Linked DNA regions of Canis lupus: region 2 is linked to region 1. Evidence: chromatin contacts called from public Hi-C data. All regions are on one chromosome and are shown on one strand. The core of a region is the stretch at or near the end of the contact, and the rest is flanking DNA. Distances in the headings are between cores, read along the strand shown.

Evidence for each region. A called contact is a pair of places that touch in the nucleus more often than the background predicts.
Region 2: a Hi-C map of blood shows a contact between it and region 1, with 2.0 times the contacts expected there. The contact joins the promoter of ARV1 here to the promoter of C4H1orf131 in region 1. A contact is called at or near these places in 2 of 9 Hi-C or Micro-C datasets (both in blood).

The regions. Positions count from the first base shown.
Region 1 is chr4:8,566,130-8,573,276 of UU_Cfam_GSD_1.0, forward strand. It overlaps C4H1orf131, which reads left to right and starts at 3,173. Exons shown (of 7, transcript XM_038533920.1): 1 at 3,173-3,303; 2 at 4,180-4,526. The coding sequence starts at 3,216. GNPAT (dihydroxyacetone phosphate acyltransferase) reads right to left here and starts at 3,804. Exons shown (of 16, transcript XM_038533917.1): 1 at 3,642-3,804. The coding sequence starts at 3,662.
Region 2 is chr4:8,802,624-8,809,770 of UU_Cfam_GSD_1.0, forward strand. ARV1 (protein ARV1) reads right to left here and starts at 2,935. Exons shown (of 6, transcript XM_038533933.1): 1 at 2,546-2,935. The coding sequence starts at 2,749. TTC13 (tetratricopeptide repeat protein 13) reads left to right here and starts at 3,016. Exons shown (of 24, transcript XM_038533928.1): 1 at 3,016-3,311. The coding sequence starts at 3,044.

The DNA.
Region 1 (7,147 bases), core at 1,923-4,422:
CCAGTCTTCTTTTCATTCTGTCGTCTCATTGAAAGATTTCAAGCAGACCTATGGCTTCACATACAGTCTACTTGCTGATGCCTGACAAATCCATGTATTTAGGCCAGACCTTCCTCCTTTGCTCCGGTACCATATTTCTAATTCTATTTGGGTATCTCCCAAACACCTTGTGATGTATCTGGTCCATAACACAGCAATCTGTAAGTTCGAAATCATTAATTTTACCACTTGCATCTCACACTGAACACATTCCAAACTGAAATATATTACCCTGACTATACCTGTTCCTTTCCCCAGATTTCCTATCAGCAAAAGGCAGCAACATCCACCCACCTCCTTTTCCTTAGCCACTGCATTCAACTGTCCTAAAGATCACACAAACTCACCCATCCTCTCTCTCCCTAGGCTCACTGCCATTGCCTCAGGCTTTCATCACTTCTCTGAATTACTGTAATAGTGTTCTGATCTCCGTGCTTTTGGTATCAGATTCCTTCTCCAATCAGATTCTCCTCCTACAGTCTCTACTCAAGTAAAGGTTATCCACACAACTAACCACTCTAGCAACCTAGTCTTCTTAGACTTCCAAAAATACAAATCTGGGGGGACCAGAGTGGCTCAGTCAGTTAAGCATCTGCCTTCAGCATAGGTCATGATCCTGGAGTCCTGAATCAGGTTTCTTGCTCAGCAGGGAGTGTGCTTCTCCCTCTCCCTCTGCCACCAACTTGGGCTCTGTCAAATAAATCAATAAAATCTTAAAAAAAAAAAAAACACAAAAAAACAAAAAAACAAAACAAATGAAACACAAATTTGATAATCCTGAAATGTTCCCTTAGGAAGTGAAGATTCTATCTTTAATGGTGTATAAACATAATATATAAAGCCCCCTTAGGAAATATCTTCAGATACCTCCTTAGTTTTGTTTCTCATGTCTCCTTATTCCACCCTTATCTAACTACTTGGTCCTCCCAAACATGCAAGTGGCTTTCTTACATGGATGCCTAGGCCAGCCTTCCTCTCCTCCCTTATCTCCCATTCACACCTCAAAAAGTCAGCTCAGGTGTCACCTTTTCTTAAAAACCCTGAAGCCCTGGACAAGTCAGGTGCTCCTTTTCATTCCTCCCACAACATACTGGCATGATTCCATCATTGCCCTTATCTCAACTGTAATTGCTTATTTCCATGACTTCAAGTCCACAGAGGCAAGGGCTGGATCTTTTACTTCCATATCTCAGACATTGAGAGTAATGAGTATGACGAGTAGGATGCTGCAATGTTTGCTGCAATCAGGAGTATCTTAAATATCCCTAAGCACTACTCTCACATTAGGTGGAGTATTGCACAATAACGGAGGCTGAGGAAATAAGAACAGCCTGAAAGAGTAAGAAAAAGTTCAGGTTATCATGAAAGTAGAGGACACAATCCTGAGAGGTGAGCCAGTGAGGGCTCTGGCCAGATTCAGAAGCAGAAAAAGCTCACATACAATTGCCTTAATTTTTCATGTGAAAAAGTTTACAGAAGTGTTCTCATGAAAGAACCATTGGTAAATGAGGAAGTAAAAAACCCCTACTCTTTCTGCAAAATTACCATCAACTCACAAACCAGCTGGGGGCTGAGAAAGCTACTTACAGCGAGTCAGATCTACACAGCAACCGGCTCCCCTACATGTGCTGGCTCTGGATTAGCAGTCAGAAAATGAGGTCAAAATAGTTCTACCACAGATGTGGAATGAAAAGGTCAATGAGGAGAGAGGTTAAAGTAATAATCCTCACACAAGTGGACAGTTGACAGCAATTACAAACCCAGAGCTCTCCACATCAAGGAAAGAGAAGTTTCCCCAAGTTCCAAAGAATACTGGTGTCCCAATGTGAAGGTAGCCCTCTATATCGCTTCTTTTGAAACTGAGATTTTTGTTTACCTTCTCTTGTCTTTTTGCTGCTGTGATCTTCCTACACAAATTAATACTGTATTTAAGTCAGAGACTGCCACTAACCTGGACACAGTAACGTGCTTTTAAAATGTATTCTTTTAATATCCCTGTAGACATAATTTAGTGGTTAAAAAAAAAAAAAAGATCAGTTGCCCCACAATTGTGCAATTTTGAGAACTACAAACCGTTTACCTCATAATTTCTTCACATAAATTGTGAGTGACCAACATTCCGGTGGCAAAAAAGATCGGTGAAAATCGGGAGGGGCGTAGGGGTGCGGGGGGCCGGGAGGCAAGCTGTGGAGAGGCTGGGTGGCCTCTCGGAAGATGCCTGTCTTCCGAAATGACTACTGCAAAAAGTACGGATGGAAGACAAAAACGCAATAAAAATTTCCGGAAGTTCCAAATCTTCCTAGATTAAAGACTTTCCGTCTTTCGAATCCTATGCCCACATGCAAGCCCAACACTTTTCTCCCAGGACCGCGGCAGCAGCAGGGCGGGGCGGGGCGGGGAGCCGCAGGCTGATGCCTCTGCCGCCGGGTCGGACCCGCAGGTCTCTCGGGTTTACCCGAAGGCTGGCCCTCGCCAGGGGCGGAACGGTCCATTCTCGCGTCGCGTTCCGGTATCGGGGGCTCTCTGAAGGCCCCGTGCCTGGCGGAGGGTACGAGAAGGAATGAGTGGAAAGGAACCACCGGAGCCACCACCCATAGAAACTTCTAAAAGCGCACACACACTTACACACGCACCGATACCCCGTTGCCTTGGAAACCAAGTCAAGCACCCAACCCCTCCCGCGCGGCCCCGGAACCCACTCTCGGGAGCCGGGGGGCCGGAGGGGTCGTGGCCCGCAGGAGGCCGGGGCCGGGCGGGTGGAGTCCTCTCCGGCGGCCCCGCCCCGGGCCTCTTTCCCCTGGGCGCCTACCGAGTAGAGGAGCACGACAGCGCCGGGACTGGCGGAGCCGACGGAGAAACGGGAGTTAGAGGAGCTGGAAGAATCCATGGTGCGGCTGCCGTCCCGGGCGGGGCCTGACATTCTTTGCTAGGCGGTGGTGGTGCTGCCGCTGCTGGGGGCGGTTCTTCCGCGCAGGGCGGCCCGACCTCGCCTGGGGCGGCGGCACCCTCCGCTGCCGCTCCGCAGGACCCCGGGCGCCGCCATCTTAACTAGGACGGAAGCCGCGCCGGGACCTGCGACGCGCGCGCTCGCGCACCGCGTCGGAAGTCGGAAGTGCGGGCCGCGCGAGGCGCGGGTGTCGGCGGGCTCGGGGCCTGAGCGCGGCGGGGCGGCCCGCATGGCTCAGGAGCCGGGGCCGGGGGCCCGCGCGCCCGCCGGTTCTCGGGCCCTCCTGGACGCCCTGCTCCGGAACCTCTACGACTTTGGTGAGTGCGGGGCCTCGGCGCCCACGTGGAGAGCGGACTGGGCCGCCCTGGGCGTTCAGGCTAAAGGTTCCCGCAGGCTGAGCAGCCCCAGCGCCTCCGACCTGGGTCCCCGGATGGGTCCGGCACACACCGCTGCGGTGATCGGGCTCTGTTACCCAGGGATCAGACACCCGAGTCGTCCCTGTGTGTGGGCGCCAAGGGGCCCGTCTAAGCACGGCGATGCGCGCGGGGCCTGGGCTCCCGGAACAGCCCACCCTGTCAGTCTCGCGGCCCGCTGGGCAGCCCGCCCTCCCGGCGCCACCCTCCCGCCCCGCGTGCCCCCGGGGCGTCGGCACCACCTTGTCTCGGCCCAGCTCCATCCTTCAGGGTGCCTCTCCGCAGACTTCTTAGATGATTTCACGTAAAGCTTTTCACAGCCTTTTCTAATACCAAGCTGGCCAGTCTGTGCTCTCCTTCAATCTGGCCTGGGGAAAAGGAAATAGAAAGTTATTACAGATTGGCAGCCGCCTGGCACTTCAGCCAGAAGGCGGTTCCACGCGTTCTGAGAACCTGCTCCACGTCAGAGGACATCCCTTGTACACACAACGCAGAGAGCCAAGGCATTAGGGACTTTAAGGAGCAAACATTTCTTAAATTTGTAACCTGATACTGCAAGATCTGTTTTAGCGTGGAGCCATTGGTCGAAATTCTGAGCTTGCTTAAACAGTAAAAAATAATTGTGCAACTACAGCCCCATTTGAAGAAAAATAAAACTTTTTTTTCTTTGTATTTCTGGGTGCGGATAGCCCTGGCTCGCACCTAAGCGCATTCATGTGATTTAACGATTTGATAAAACCAAAGCGATTTATTTTTTCCACTCTGCGTTTGAACAAACAGGAGAAACACAATATGAAGCAGAACAGAAAAGGAGCAAAAAGAAAGGAGAAAACAAGAAGAGAGATGCTGGGACCCCAGCGGCAGTGACAGGAGAGCCAGCTCCCCTACCTGGTTCTCTTGTAAGAGGCCAAAGGAAGAGTGCTTCCAGCTTCTTCAAGGAACTCCAAGAAGAGCTGCAGTGCACTCCTGCTGTGACCCCCGCAGAACCCCCTTCAGGACCAGAAGTCCCTTGTGCTGCAGCATCACCCTCAACCCTGAAGAACAGCAGGGAGCAAGTAGAAGTGATAGAATTTCACAGCAGGAATAAAAAAAGAAAAGAGAAGCTAGATCGAAATGAGAACATGCAGGTAATGAGTTGGTTTATATGTATATGGTGAAAACCCTGATATCACAGTTTTAGATAAGTATCTTTTCCTTTTTTTTTTAAAAGAGTTTTGCGGGGAGCACCTGGGTGGCTCAGTCCGTGAAGTGTCTGCCTTTGGCTCAGGTCATGATCCTGGGGTCCTGGGATTGAGTCCCACAATGGGCTCCCTACTCAGCCAGGAGCTTGCTTCTCATGCTCCCTCTGCCCCTCCCCTTGCTCATACAGGCATGTGCAATCTCTCTCTCTTTCTCTTAAGTAAATAAAACCTTTTTTTAAAAAAGTTTTTATTAAAAAAATTAGAAAGATAAGTTTTTCTTTATTTATCTCTGCACCCAACATGGGGCTTGAACTCATGACCCCAAGATCAAGAGTTGCAAGCTGTAGGGACCGAGCCAGCCAGGCACCGCTAGATGAGTTTCTAGTTTCTATATAGACCACGTCAGGTGTCCCCAGCACCACCCGTAAGCTTGAGGATTTGCTAAAAGCACTCACAGGACTCAACACTCAGCATGTAGTCATCATCACAGGTACAAATTACCACTGCAAAAGGATACAGAGTGAAAGCTAGTGAAGGGAAAAGCCTGATTGGGTCAGGCCAGAGGAAACCAAGTGCAAGTGTCTAGATATCCCCTCCCAGTGGTGTTGCATGGGATGTTTCATATCCCCAGCAGTGTCCTCTGACAGTATGTGGGAAGTGTTGCTAACCACTTTCAACCCCAGCCTGGGTGTCCACGGTTTTTGTTAGAGGTCAGTTATGTAGACATGCAGACTGACCTTAGTTACTAAAGCTCTAGACCCCTAGAATAAAAGCAGGTATTCTCCATAAATCACAGTGTTAGGATAAATGATCTGGGCAGACTTGGTGTGGCTTGGCTCAAGGCTTGGGGATGCAAAAACACTCTTATCAGACAATATTCCAATTGGTCAGCTCCCAGGAGCCAGCCAAGGGCCAAATATGAAAATAAGACTTTCTTAGGAATCTGCAGAGTTTGAGAAATGCAAGCCTGCTGAGTGGATCTTTTCATACCGATAAGCCTTCTGCTTGACGGTGCTCAGAGAAAACTGAGTCATTCGACAACTGTTTCTGGCTGCTGTTTCAGGCACCGGGATACAGCATTGAGCAAGAGAGAAAACTGTTCTCTCTCAAGGAACTTACATTCTGTTGGAAAGCAGTTTGATTTCACTGAGCAGTAATCTCTCTCAGACTGAATTTTGTAAGCCTTACTCAAAATTCAGGCCAAGAGAGAGATGTCATTGCTTATCCAGCTTTTCCCACAAGGATATTATAGTTTTGTCAAATATATTGCAAAAATCCAAATATTCTATTTCTGTTGGATTCTTCATGTCCTATAAACTTTTGTCTCATAAAAGGAAAAAGGGATTGTATTAGTTTCCTAGGGCTGCTGGATGGAAATTTGGTCTCTCCTAGTTCTGGAGGCCACAAAAGCCACAATCAAGGTGTTGGCTAGGCACACTCCTCTCTGAAAGGGAATCCTTCCTTCCTTCTTTCAGCTTGTGGTGTCTCTAAACATTCTTTAGCTTGTGGCTGCATCATCCTAAACTCTGCCTCCATCTGCATGTGGCTCTCTATATGTTTGAGTCTCAAATCTCCCTCTGCCCTTATTGTAAGACAGCTGTTATTAGATTTAGGGCCCACCTGAAATCTAGGTTGGGTCTCATCATGAGATCTTTAACTTAATTACCCTACAAAGACCCTTTTTCCAAGTAAGATCCATTCATTGATTCTGGGGATTAGGACATGGACATGTCTTTTTGGAGACAGCAGTTCAACCCACCACAAAGATAGGCGTGCATCCTTCTTGATGAACTTGTGATCACATGCTAGTGTCCAGTGCTTTCCACATCTATTTCATGGTTTAAAAAACCATCTGTGTCCTCTTTCCTAGCATTCAGCCAGCTCTTCATGTCACACTCACCAGCATGCCTTCTTCAAAGACTAAGTGCTTTTTGTAATCCTCTACCTTGATTTTAGGATTCTAGGTCAATTTCCAACTCATACTCCAAACATGGGACACTGGGAACTGTTAAGGCAGGATAGGAAGTGGATTCCCTTGGCCCTTCAGCCAGCCAGGGAACTTACAGTGATTGGTATTACCACAGCCAACTGTTGTGCACCTTACCAAGAGTAGTATTTTCTCTATGTGCCACACAAAGGAAAAGGTTGGCTTTGCATTATATCTAATTCTGCATTTGGAGAATTTAGCGAACAAAGCATCTGAGTACCTTCCCTCATTTCTTCAGGTGTCTCGGTCTTCTGTTTCCTCTTACACTTGCTGGGTTCTTTCTAGAATGGAAAGTTTCTAATAGGACAAAAACGTTGGCATTGAATGGGTGCATTTCTCTGTCTCTTAATAATAGAACATTTGCTGCCGACTGTTGGATTCTTTCTTCCCTTTCCGATCTTCTTCCCTTCCCTTCCCTTTTTTTTTTTTTTTTTTAAGATTTTATTTATTTATTCATGAGATAGAGAGACAGAGACATAGGCAGAGGAAGAAGCAGGCTCCATGCAGAGAGCCGGACCCTGGACTCCATCCCAGGTCTTCAGGATCACGCCCTGGGCTGAAGGGGGTGCTAAACCGCTGA
Region 2 (7,147 bases), core at 1,685-4,184, 240 kb after region 1:
GAAAATCACTGGAAGGTTTGAGAAAGCGAATGACATGATCTAACTTACATTTTAAAAGCCACAGTTTGGCTACTGTGTAAGGAGGCTGAAGAGGTGCAGGGGTGACATAGTTTAAGAATTAGGATAATAGGGATCCCTGGGTGGCGCAGCGGTTTAGCGCCTGCCTTTGGCCCAGGGCGCGAACCTGGAGACCTAGGATCGAATCCCACGTCGGGCTCCCAGTGCATGGAGCCTGCTTCTCCCTCTGCCTATGTCTCTGCCTCTCTCTCTCTGTGTGTGTGTGACTATCATAAATAAAAATTAAAAAAAAAAAAAAGAATTAGGATAATAATCCAAGTGAGACATGATGACAGCATGAATCATGGTTGTAGAGGTGGCAGAAAGCAGTGGATTCTGAACATAATCTGAAGACAGGGCTGACAAAATCTGTCAAGCAAACAAGGAATGTGGAAGAGGAATCAAGTATAACTCCAAGGTATTTTGGACAGGAACTAAAATACTAAAGTTACCATTAACTGTGAAAGTTAGATGTAACTATAAAAATCCAATTGGAGAGATCAGGTAGGTAGCTGGATACTTGTGTCTGGAGTTGAAGGAAAAGGTTCAGGCTAGAGGTTTAAGTTTGGGAACTGTCAACGTTTAGATGGAATTTAAAGCCATGAACCAGAATGAGCTCCTCAAAGGAGAGTGTGTAGACAGACAGAGGCCCAAGAACTTAGGGAGACTTAGGGTACTCCATGTCTAAGAGGTTGAGGCAGGTGAGGCAGGACCAGAAATGAGATTGAGAAGAATAGCCAGTAAGATAAAACCAGAAGAGTCTGGTGTCCTGGCAAACGCACACAGTGTTTCCAGAGGGAAGTAGTAAGGTCAAATGCTGCTGACAGTTCACTGAGAATGGACTATGGGATTTAGCAAAGTAGACGTCAGTGATCACGATCTTAAGAACAGTTTCTAGTGAAATGGTGGGTGGGGAGAAAGCGTGTCTGAAGTTGATTCAAGAGAAAGTAGTAAAGGAAATAAACGAGTACAAATATCTCTTAAAGGACGTTGCTGTCAAAGGGAAGGGAAATGAGGAGGAGCTAAAGGAGCCAGTGAGATGAAGAGTGTGTGTGTGTGTTTTTTTTTAACTTAAAGAAAGACTTAGTACATACACTGGTGATAATGATCCAGAGGAGAGCAGAAGAGTATTGCTGCAGGGATGTCCCTAAGTAAATGGAAAAGGATGGGTGGGATCTAGTTGCACAAGGGCACACTGATTTTAGATTTGTGGACAGCTCATCCACTCTAACAGGAGGGAAGGAAGACAGAGTGTATGATAACGGGTGGTAGTACTAGGTTTCTGTGTTTGCAAAGCTTATGGAAGTTCTCTCTCTTTCTCTCTCTTGTTTTTTAGCAAAGCAGGGTATGGGAAACCTGAGAGGTTTGTCGGGATGGTTCATCAGATTGGGAACATGAATAGATTAGTAAAATGTAACTGATGGCCAGATGGCATCAAGGGCTACATGAGGTTAGTGGTCATGAATTTAGATGTTTTTTCCTCAGGGTGAGGAGACAGATCAGACAGTGTGTGGGATTTAATCAGAGTTGAAATTTTGCCAAGTGAGGGAAACCACTTGAGAGAGGAACAGTGATTATGTCAGTTGACAACAGATTAAATAGGTACACATTCATGCTTTGTCTACTCTCATAATATTACAGGCCATTTTTTTTTAAAGATTTATTTATTTATTCATGATAGACACAGAGAGAGGGAGAGACACAGGCAGAGGGAGAAGCAGGGTCCATGCAGGGAGCCTGACGTGGGACTCGATCCCGGGACTCCAGGACCACACCCTGGGCCAAAGGCAGGCGCCAAACCGCTGAGCCACCCAGGGATCCCCAGGCCATGTTTTTCTCACGAAGATCATTATTAGAAAATCGTCAGGAGATCAGAAATGGGACAAAAACGGACTGACTGCCTATTACACGGCAGGTTCTTTGCTAATACCTCCAGAAGAACCTCCAATTTTGGGACCTTTTAAATATCAAATTATTCTCTATAGACTACGAACGTACTGAAAGCAATATCTTCATTCATTTTTGGGTTTCGTATCACCAAACGTCAAGCTTAGTGCTCTGCACACAACACATACTGTGGATTCAATAACCACAAAGGATGAAACCTGAAATTCAGGAAAATTTGATACAGGTTATGGACCATAAGGATGACAATGTTTATCTATGAAAGGGAGAATGTCTAAGACCTAAAAAGCCTGGGCGTGAACTCCAATGTCAACATAATCTTCGAGGATCCGTTCGCAGCGTTAAGTCTCACCAGCAAACCGCCGTGGGATGGTGAGTTTTCACTATAGGTAGCCGTGTAAAAGCTCCACTGATCCCGGACAGGTATGCCAAGCATCGAGCTGAGGACTATATTGGAGGACCCTGAAACTCGTTGATTTTTACTGTCCTAAAAAGCTGCTATATAGATCCCATCGCCTCCCACGGCCCCCAGATCCCGCAGCGCCATTTTCCGCCCAAGGCCACCCCACAGCTGACAACTCACGCAGATGGTTATCTTCAGCACTCCGTGGTTATAGTCTCGGTACAACTCCTTGGCCTCCTGGTTGCATTCGATGCACCTGTACTGGCAGGGCGCCGAGGCAGCAGTAGGCGCTGCTGCAACCCCTTCCGCATTCCCCTTGCCCGCGGCCACCCCTTCTGGGTTCCCCTTGCCCGGCCGTAGCCCACTCCGCCCACCCGTGCCCATTTCCACGCAACTGCACCCGGGAACTTCCGATTCAGTGGCGGGGCGGGTGCGTGGGGGCGGCGGGGAACGTCAGAAATCAGACCGGAAAGCCTGTCCCCTGCGGTGCTTGCTGGGATTCGTAGTCTCAGTCCCAGAGAGGGAGCTCGCGGCGGGCCGAGCTGGGACTACAACTACCAGCAGGCAACGCCACTCCCCCTCCCCGCCCCCTTGCCACGGCCCACCTGCCCGCCGCGGGTTCAGGCCGAGAGGCCGCAGCGTGCGGCGAGGGCCGCCGCACATGCGCCTTGAGGAAAGATGGCACCTGCCGGCTGCTGCTGCTGCTACTGCTGCTGGGGCGGCGCTGTGGCCGCCGCGGACGCCGTCCGGCGCGTCCTGGTGCTGCTGCTGCTGGGGGTCCTGTCCGCCGGGCCGCGCCCGGGCGCCCTGGCCACCGAGCACTACTCGCCGCTGTCCCTGCTCAAGCAGGAGCTGCAGCACCGGCAGCAGCAGGAGGCCCCGGCAGGCGGCGGCTGCAGCCCGCAGTCCGGGGACTGGGGAGACCAGTACTCGGTCGAGTGTGGCGGTGAGTGGGCGGCGGCGGCGGCGGCGGCGGGCGGGCGTGCGGGGCGGCGGGGCCGTGGGGACTGCGGGCGGGCCCGGGCCTCGCCGCCGCCAGCCGCCAGCCGCCAGCCGCCAGCCGCCGCGCGGCGTGTGTTCCCGCGGGAGCCGGCCCCGCCGGGTGTCACGCTGGGGCCGCTTCCCGCCGCTCGCACCCGCGCCGCTGCGCGCCCTCCTGTCGTACCGCCGTGGCGAGGGTGGCGAATGGGGAAAAGGGCTGACAGCGTGTCCCTGCGGCCAGAGCGGCCTCTCCGGAGGCCTGCCGACTGCTGGAAGGGTGGAAGAGGAGATGGCCAGTGGCCGGTGCCCGCCCCGGGCCCCGAGGGTGCGGGGGCGGCGAGGGAGGGGCCGACGGACCAAGGAGGACGCGCCCGCGGTGGGGCCGGTGCCGGACAGCGGACGCCCGGAAATCAGGTGTTCTGACCTCCCGGGTTGCTGTCTTGTATTACACGCGACCTCTAAAGATCTGCTGCCTGAGGGAAACGAGGGAACACAAGAGCGAGCCCATTTGATCTGCTCGTTGACCTCTTGCTTCCAGTTATCGAAGACGGACCTGTGACCTGGCCTGTGCCTCCCAGAGGGCAGGAGGGGCTCCGCAGGCCTCGGGCCCGCGCGTCAGAGCTGCGTGTGCTTCGGCTCGAGGATCGAGGGTCGCGGATCGAGGGTCGCGGCGCGCCCAGTCACGGGGGTGGGCGCTGTTGCCGTCAGTCTAGGAAATCATGGCAGACGCCTCAGGAGCAGAATACGCGTCCGCAGTTTCTTTTGTTTTGTTTTGAGATTCTCCGGTGGGTCTCTCGCCCTTCAAATCCCTCCCCTTCCTTTCCCCTTCCCGTCCTTTTCCTCTTCCCCCGAATTCCCTGAAGGCGTTGCTTAGCTGGGTCTGCCTAACTCAAACTCACCAGAAGCTGGCTGGTTCCTTCTAGGGCCTGACAGCAGCGTTCTCTACTATTGTGTGACTCGGAAGACAGATGCAATGTCAAAGATTAGCACACTCTGATTTCCTTTAAGCACAATCTGACTGCCTTAAGGAAGTCTCACCCGCTGGAGGGTATGTGACTTCTTTATTTCGAGGTAGGCCTTGGCTAGTAACGGTGTAAAAAACATGGCCTGCGTTGCAGGGTGGGAAGGGATCGGCTTTTACCCCTGACGCCCTCTGTGACTCTCTGAACACGTTGATTGCTTGTCTTTGCAAAATTGCCTCCTCTAAATTGGAAGACACTGTTACCTAATTACAGGGTTTCATTTTCTTCACAAGAATGCTGTGAGGAAAGTGAGAATAGCCAGCACATAGGGAGTGCTTGCTGTATGCCAGATGATGTCGTAAGAACTTTAGGTTGCTTAGCCTCTTCTCTTAAATCTGTCGGCACACCAGCCACTACTTCATTGAGTGGTAACTCCTTTTCCTCAGATGGGGAAACAGACACAGAGAAATCACCCCAACTTTGTCTTAGACCCCCAGTACTTACAGGTAGGAAACCACATTTCTAGTATTTGCCAGCCTGTGGTACGTTATTATGTAAATCTTCATTTGCCTTTTCCTCCTGTAGTCGTGTGATGCTCACTGGCTCAGGGAGACCCAGATTCTAGGCAATGGAAGATACAGTAAATTTCTTTCTTCTTTTTTTTTTTTTTTTAAATTATTTATTCATGAGAGACACAGAGAATGAGGCAGGGACGTAGGCAGAGGGAGAAGCAGGCTCCCCATGGGGGAGACCCCGATGCAAGACTTGATCCCAGGACCCGGGAATCACGGCCAGAGCCAAAGGCAGACGCTCAACCATTGAGCCAGCCAGGCGTCCCTACAGATTGATTTCTAGTATGAAATTGATTGATATTCTTGACCTAGGTGGATCATTTCACTGTGTGACATCAGGCTTCTGCCAGTGTTTGACTCCGTATTTGAGCCAACTCTGACCTGTCTCCTGCTTTTCCTCTAGATCATAAAGGTTTTCATGAACTAAGTGTTTGGAGAAATTCTTCTGTCCGTTCTACCAATTCCCTCATACGTGGAAACCATCATCTAGTATTCTCTGCTTCAGAGGTTGAACACTATATTATGAGGTTTTAAGCATAATTTATTCAAATGTTTCAAATTTTTATTTATCTCCCCCACGTAGTACTTATTTTCTTAGTTTGGAATTACAAGTGTGCTGTTACAAATGTGTGGCCTGAGTCTTTGAGCCAGCCGCCCCTGGGCCAACAGGAATGTCCCGTAGCTGCTGACAGGTGCGAAAGTGGCTTGGCTGCTGCTGCTGTCAGCCCCAGTTAATCATTCTCAAAAGCAACTGCTTACGCTACTTGACACTCCAGCTGTTTCTCTTAGCTTTACTGGCTGCGGTATGTGACAGAAGCCATCTCTATCGTGGTAGCGACTCCCAAAGTGTCTCTCATTTCTCTCTCCTCGTCTTGGACAAGTAGGTAGAAGCCGGGCGCTATGAAACCTGCCCCGGTTCCCTCACTGTCCTAAGAAGAACGGATGTAGGAACAAATTCAGGCTTTACAACTAATCGTATCGTAGCTCATGTTCTGAATCCAGAATCCCCTTCTGATCAACATAAGGGCCAAGATAAGTGCCAGGAAGTAGATCACGCCAGTTCTTCAGAGCCTCACCATCTGTTAATCGTATCCTCATCCCTTGCTGACCTTTCCAGCCACAAGCCTGTCCATATCAAGCCAGTCCCTATCCAGGAGACAGATACAGAAGCCACTTTTCAGAAGTCTTCCCACAGCTTTTGGATTCTAAGTCTCCACACCTTTGGATGGCTGCGTGTGTATTCTCTTAAGACAGAACCCCTGGTGATTATAGAACCAAAGACAACAGCTGGTGGGAGGGGAGCCTGTAGGTCTGAACACAGCACTGGCAATGACTGATTGTGCTGTGTGGACCACCATCACATGGAATCCAGTGCCCCGAGAGCAGCCTCATGCTCAGTGGGCTGAGCCCCACTGAGGTCCAGCTGTAGACACAAGCATGCATGACCCAGGCGCCAGGGCTGACTGACTTTGCCAGGCCGCCTTCAGCTTTCTTCTCCAGCACAGGTTTTACCTTTTATTTGAAAGGCATGTATAACCACAGATGTCAGATCATCTCTGTTTTCCTGTGGGAAAAATAATTTACTTTTTTGTTTGTTTGTTTGTTTGTTTTTAGGATGCTTTACTGCACCTAGTACTTTGGACTATTGAGCTAGAATGGATCTGTCCTTTCACAGGAAAGCCATCTGTGAGCCTACTACTTGCTACTCAGTATTCTGGGCCTTGGGGATATAGCACAGCTGGCTGACTTGCCCTAGTGAAGTCTGCGTTCTGGTGGGGGAAGAGATCAGTGTTTAGTAGGCCTACAGATAGGTGCCTTGAAGAGTAAAAAGTGCTGTGCTACTTTGCAAGGGGGCCAGGGAAGGCCTCTGGTAAAGTGGCATGAACAGAGCCCTGGACAGAGTGAGCTTTGGAGAGATCTTAGAGATGTCTTAATTTGACACCCCAGTGTTGTAGATCTAGTGAATTAAAGTCTAGATAAGCTGAACCCTGTCTGTTGATTGAAGACTTCATCTCTCTCTCTTCTCTTCCTGCGAAAGCTAACTGTATCTCATTCAAAGGTGGTATTCATCTGGTATTAAATACATCTACGTGTTCTTACAAACTAAGATGTAATAGTTCAAACGTGTACTTCTTGTAATTGTTTCAAAATACTTTTGGTTTTCCTTCTTTGAAAATATAGTACTTATAAGAACAATGATTCTGATTTTTTTTTCTTTTTATTGCCCTTTTTTTAAAAAAGATTTTATTTATTTATTCATGAGAGAG